2 separate regions of the Sus scrofa genome follow, and region 1 is linked to region 2. A link is a contact called in public Hi-C data. All regions are on one chromosome and are shown on one strand. Each heading gives the region's core, a stretch centred on a gene start, on an enhancer-like site or on the middle of the called end of the contact. The rest is flanking DNA. Distances are from core to core; before and after follow the strand shown. Region 1 overlaps RFFL (E3 ubiquitin-protein ligase rififylin). Region 2 holds the start of RFFL (E3 ubiquitin-protein ligase rififylin).

Region 1 (2,700 bases), core at 13-2,512, 55 kb after region 2:
CGTCTTAACTGTATCACTGCAGCCCCCCGGCATTTTAGTGGACGCCCTCAAAACCTTTCATTTATTCTGACATTTGAGAGATTGGCTCGCCTTTGTCCTGTGATCTCAAAAGATCATCAACCCCCTCGTCCCTAATTCTTGTATTTGATGTGTAAAATGGGGGTAACAACCCCAAACCCACAGAGGTACCGATTCAGCAAGGAAGCCAACATTTGTGGAGCGTCTGCTGTGTCCACGACACGGCTGGGCACGGAACAGGCATACATAAGAAGTGGTCCCTGGAGTTGCTGCTGTGGTTCAGCGGTTATGAAACCCAACTAGTATCCATGAGGACGGGGGTTCGATCCCTGGCCTCGCACTCAGTGGGTCAGGGACCCGGCATTGCCGTGAGTTGCGGTGTAGGTCGCAGATGTGGCTCAGATCCCACGTTGCTGGGGCTGTGGTGCAGGCTGGCAGCTGTAGCTCCGATTAGATCCCTAGCCTGGGGACCTCCATATGCTGCAAGTATGGCCCTAAAAAGACAAAAAAATAAAAAAGAAGTGGTCCCTGCCTTCAAGGAGTGTACGGTTTAGTGGGAGGAAAAAAGCCTAACTGTTACCGGTGCCGTGGTGGAAGTTTCTGTAGGGTCAGAGGTGCAGATGTCAGAGCTCTGCTGGCTGCTGGGAGGCGAGGTCAGGAGGGCAGAGCACACCCAGCACAGACAGGGAAGATAACGTTAGGTTTAGAGGCCGAAGGACCGGGTTCTCAGAATCTCACTTCTCTGTATATTGGCTCTGTGACCTTGCTTCTTGAGCCTGGGTTGCCTCATCTGAAGAAATAATAACCCCTTCATCCCACGGTCAGCGTGCGTGTGGAATTGTACACATGTGTCAGCACGCACGCACATGCCTGTTTGATCCAGTTCTGTCGGTCTGAGCTCTAGGGGCGAGGTCAAGTTCCTGAGCACCGTGGCTCTTAGGCCAGTCCTAATTGCGAAGACAAGAGGGTTTATTTGAGGTAGAGATCTCAGATTAGGCACAGACAGGCAGCAGCAGCAAGCTTTCAAAAGTAGGTAGCGTGCAGCTCTGTCCTGGCCGATCAGGTCCGGGCTCACCTCTTGTCTGTCACAGCCAGTGTGGTGGTGCAGGAGGCGGGAAGAAACCTGTGGCCCCTGAAAACCCGACCTCACCTCGACCCTGGAGCAGGTGTGTGGGTCGATAGCCCTGCTCACCCGTGCCCTGGGGAGCAGGAGCGCCTGAGGTGTGTCTTCACTCTGACCTTTCCCCCTTTCTCCCTTGCACCAGATTTTATCATGTGGGCAACCTGCTGCAACTGGTTCTGCCTGGATGGACAGCCTGAGGAGGCCCCACCGCCCCAGGGAGCCAGGACGCAGGCCTATTCCAACCCTGGGTACAGCTCCTTCCCCTCCCCGACGGGCTCGGAACCAAGCTGCAAGGCCTGTGGGGCCCACTTCGCCAGCATGTCCAGGAAGGTGAGTGGCGGCCACTGTGGCCCCAGGCCCTTGGTCACGTCTGCTGACCCTTCTCTAGGGCCTGCCCCGGCCTTTGCCAGTGGCAGCCCAGACCCGTGCTTTCACAAAAGCCTCATCAAGCAAAAGCAAAGCATCCCAGCATAGATTTGGATTCAGACAGCAGCTTGGCCTTCCTAGCTGTTTGATTTAACCTGTGTTGAGATCCACTTTCCCATCTATAAAGCTCCCATCTCAGAGCGTTGTGGGAGTAAGATGGCTAATCTGCCAGGGTCCCCGGCGTGGTGCCCGGAGGGCAGTGGGCCCTCGACGTTACTCCTTCATTAGCTGCCGTTGTCGAAAGCCTGGCTGCAGATTAACTTGTTCTTCTTGAAAGATGTCCTTGACATCTCAGGGGCCTCAGGACCCTACCAAGGTGAAGGCTGGAGCTTATTTACTGTAGCCATTTCATTTGAAGCGCTCGGCAGCCGCATTTCCCGGGTCAGCGAGCAGGCGGTCACGGCCTTGGCTGGGTGATGCGGGGCGAGGTGTGGCCTGGCCTGGAAAAAGCACCAGTGCATCCGTCTTTTGCAGAATGAGAGGTGTGCAGCCCGGACTGTGTTGTTAAAATGATGGTAATGGGAAATCGGAGAGGAAAAATACGTTCTAAACCATCTGCTCTATGCCAGGGACCAGTTTGAGCAATGTATAGAGTTTCTGTTTCATTTAATCCTCACAATAACTCTGTAAGGTTGGTTTTAAGGTCCCCAACCTCCTGTTCTACACATGAGAGAGTAAAGTTTAACAGTTAAAAAGGAAACTGTAACTGTCAAGCTCCCGTCAGCCCCGAAGACATTTAAATACCCCTTCTCCCTCTGCTTAGGGAGCGCCCCAAGATCACGCGGTGATTCAGAGGCAGAGCTAGGATTCCCACATAGGGCTTTGACTCTCAGGCTCTCTCCCAGGAGACAGCAGGTCTGCAGCTTAGAGCGCTGACTGCCCGTCCCTTGACCCTGTAGGATGGTGGAGGATTGGCACTTGGCCTTGTAGGTTGTGTTTTTGCCTACACTACATTGCAGGGAAGGCGGGCACGTAGCCAAGCTTTGTTTTGATTTGCTCGGCTACCCCCCGTCACTGAGAACTCAACCAGAGAGGCTGCTGCAGCCAGGGGGTTGTGGCCGGTGGGCAGAGGTAGTACCCTCCACTCCGCTTAGTGTTTTGACTGAAAGCTGAAGTCCATGGATTAAGACGGA
Region 2 (2,700 bases), core at 176-2,675:
GCACCAGCGGCATATGGAGTTCCCAGGCTACGGGTGGAATCGCAGCTGTAGCTGCCAGCCTATGCCACAGCCACAGCCCTGTTAGATCCAAGCTGTGTCTGTGACCTACACTGCAGCTCACGGCAATGCCGGATCCTTAACCCACTGAGCGAGGTCAGGGATCAAACCTGTGTCCTCATGGATACTAGTCAGATTTGTTTCCGCTGAGCCACGACAGGAACTCCCTGGGTAAATTTCTTACCACACAGATCTTCATTAATTTGCTGGGCTGTGAAGGTTGGAAATAATACTTGTAAAGTGACAGAGTGTGCATGTATAAACGATATTGATTTTAACTCACTTTTCCCTGTGATAGTCCTTATCTTAGCCCATACTGGTTATTGATCCCCCCCCCATGCAACCCTGGTGCTTTATGGTTAATTAAGGACTTCTATATTTATTAGCTTATTTAATCCTCATATAAACCTGCCTCACACAACCATACCAGTTTCTTCAGGGAGGAGGAACAAGTTCAGAAGGGTTGAATACCTGCCAAAATGTACACAGCAGCTAATGAATGGCCGAGGTGCACTCCTCCTCTCAGTCATCTTCATTCCATCAGGGCCTTCCTCTGAGCAGTTTCCTCTCTTTTTTTTTATTTTTATTTTTCTGCTTTTTAGGGCCGCACCCATGGCATATGGAAGTTCCCAGGCTAGGGATCAAATCAGAGCTGCAGCTGCCAGCCTACCCCACAGCCACAGCAAGGGCAGGAACTGAGCTGCGTCTGGACCTACACCACAGCTCTTGGCAACGCTGGATCCTTAACCCACTCAGCAAGGTCAGAGATTGAATCTGCATCCTCACGGATACTTGGCAGTTTGTAACCCGCTGAGCCACTAAGGGAACGCCGCCCCCCCCTTTTCCTCACTTTCTTAATGTACAAAGAGCTAACCCTTGGGGCTTAGGCTGGAAAATTCTAGAGGTGCCATAGAGTGAGCAGGACAAACATGGGTCTTGCTGTCCCCAGATCTGCCTTGTAATACCTTCCAGCTATGGGACCTTGAATGAGCTAGTGAACCCTGAGGGTCCTGGGTTTCTTCCACTGTATGTTGGGGACCATCACCTGCGGATAGCCATTGCAGTGAGGAACGATGGAATATGCAAGCGAGGCAACTTTCAAACTTTTATTATGAAACCAGTTCTGAAATGTTATGGGACTCGCTCAGGGTCCCCAAGCTGGACCGTGTACCTGGACCTTTCAGCTACTCGTGCAGAGTGCAGTGTGACCAAAGCAACAGGGACAGCTGAGGCCCCGACCTGGAGGGCCCGGCCTCTGGCGGCCTAGGCTCCGCCAGGGGGCGCTCGCGAAGGCCACGCTCTAGCCCGCCGCGCGCCTCGCCCCTCTCTATGGTGGCTCGGGCGCGCCAGGAGCGGAGGCGCGCTCCCGAGGGGGGGCGGGGCCGCGCCGGGGGTGGGGCCGCGCGAGGGGCGGGAGCGACCGGGCCGGGCGGCCGGGAATAGGTGGGGGGGCAACTTCCTGGGGCCGCCCGTGAGGATGTCGCGACTGCCCCCCGGTGCCCCTCAGCCCCGGAGACGCGGCCGCGGCGGAGCCCGCAGCCCCCCTGCCTGAGGCGTCTGCGGCCCGGATCCGGCCCCTCCCCTCCCCTCCCAGGTGCGGGCCGGACAGGCGGCCTCGGCAGGTGAGGAGGCGGTGGGGCTGGGATTCGCGGTGCGCCCGGTCTGGGGTGGGGTCCTGCGTGAGGCCGGGGTGGGGGCCGCTGCTTGGCCTCGGGTCTCACCAAACTGTGGTCCGGGGGCGCCTCTTCTGTGCGGGGCGCGGCCTGGGACTCTCCCTGCCTACAGGGGATGGGGGAAGCCCTGCCTCGCTGAAAGTCTGCGCATTCAAGGTAGCCCGCACCTGTCCCATTAAAAGCCTCTTCAAAGGAAGCATTTCACCTGCGGGAGGCAGCAACTCAGACGTGTACCCTCAAATATCTCCAAATGCCCTCGCGTCGGCAGATTCAGTTGGCTTGTGGGGGAAAGATGCTGCTTTACAGCGGTGGAAACTGAGTCAGGTACCGGGCGGCCTGCGTCTTCATTTAAAGGAACTAGCCTGACCCTGCTTCTTGGTGCGGGAGCCCTGCGAGCATCGTGGAAGGAGGCGGCTGGAGTTTGGAGGCTTGATGGAGAAGTTTGGGGATGTGGTTCTCTCCTCTTAGAGGAGTCCCCCGCCCCGCCCAGGGTCCTGTGGTCCCTCTTCTGGGAGTTGTCTTCTGTTCATTTGAGGTAGTGTGTGTGAGGTCGCCAGTAGCTAAGATGCAGAGGGAAGTGGGGCCTCTCTGCAGCTGGCTGCCCATGAGACATTTGACCAGGCACGGGGCAGTATGCTAGACCCGGGGTGCCAGAGCGTCGCAGGCTTCTCTCTGCTCAGAGCTTGACTTCAGGCTGGCAGAAGATAGAAACCACAGTATATTTTCACGCCTTTTTGTTGGTCTGTCATTTGCTCTAGGGGAAAGCCTGCTTGTGTAATCAGGGAAGAGGGTACCATGTTCTCCCAGCCTACCCCAGGGAAGAAGAGTTGTCAGCTTGGAAATAAGGCTTTACCCACAATTGCCGCTTTGCACCCCGGCTAAAGGCCACAGTAGCCTGGAGCACAAACATCCCCAGGTCCGTGTGGCCTTCTAAGGAAGTAAGTTCCTCCCTTTCACAGGTGGTTTGGGG

The links. Hi-C and Micro-C count contacts between places; a contact is called where the count stands out from the background.
Region 1: a Hi-C map of liver shows a contact between it and region 2, with 2.0 times the contacts expected there. The contact joins the enhancer-like site here to the promoter of RFFL in region 2. A contact is called at or near these places in 2 of 5 promoter capture datasets (fetal liver and liver), 17 of 47 Hi-C or Micro-C datasets (alveolar macrophages, blood, embryonic fibroblasts and 8 more) and 2 of 2 datasets of contacts at active chromatin or transcription factors (alveolar macrophages and skeletal muscle).

What each region holds. Positions count from the first base shown.
Region 1 is chr12:40,129,084-40,131,783 of Sscrofa11.1, forward strand. RFFL (E3 ubiquitin-protein ligase rififylin) reads left to right here. Exons shown (of 6, transcript XM_013981148.2): 2 at 1,284-1,471. The coding sequence starts at 1,292. Among named protein-coding and RNA genes, the nearest start is that of TRNAG-GCC, 23 kb to the left of the region's middle. Within about 2 kb of position 1,263, at least 15 of the 83 cell types and tissues checked have an H3K27ac peak or open chromatin away from gene starts, as enhancers often do. A contact at or near this core is called in fetal liver, liver and retroperitoneal adipose tissue, where this site is marked.
Region 2 is chr12:40,073,834-40,076,533 of Sscrofa11.1, forward strand. RFFL (E3 ubiquitin-protein ligase rififylin) reads left to right here and starts at 1,426. Exons shown (of 6, transcript XM_013981148.2): 1 at 1,426-1,679.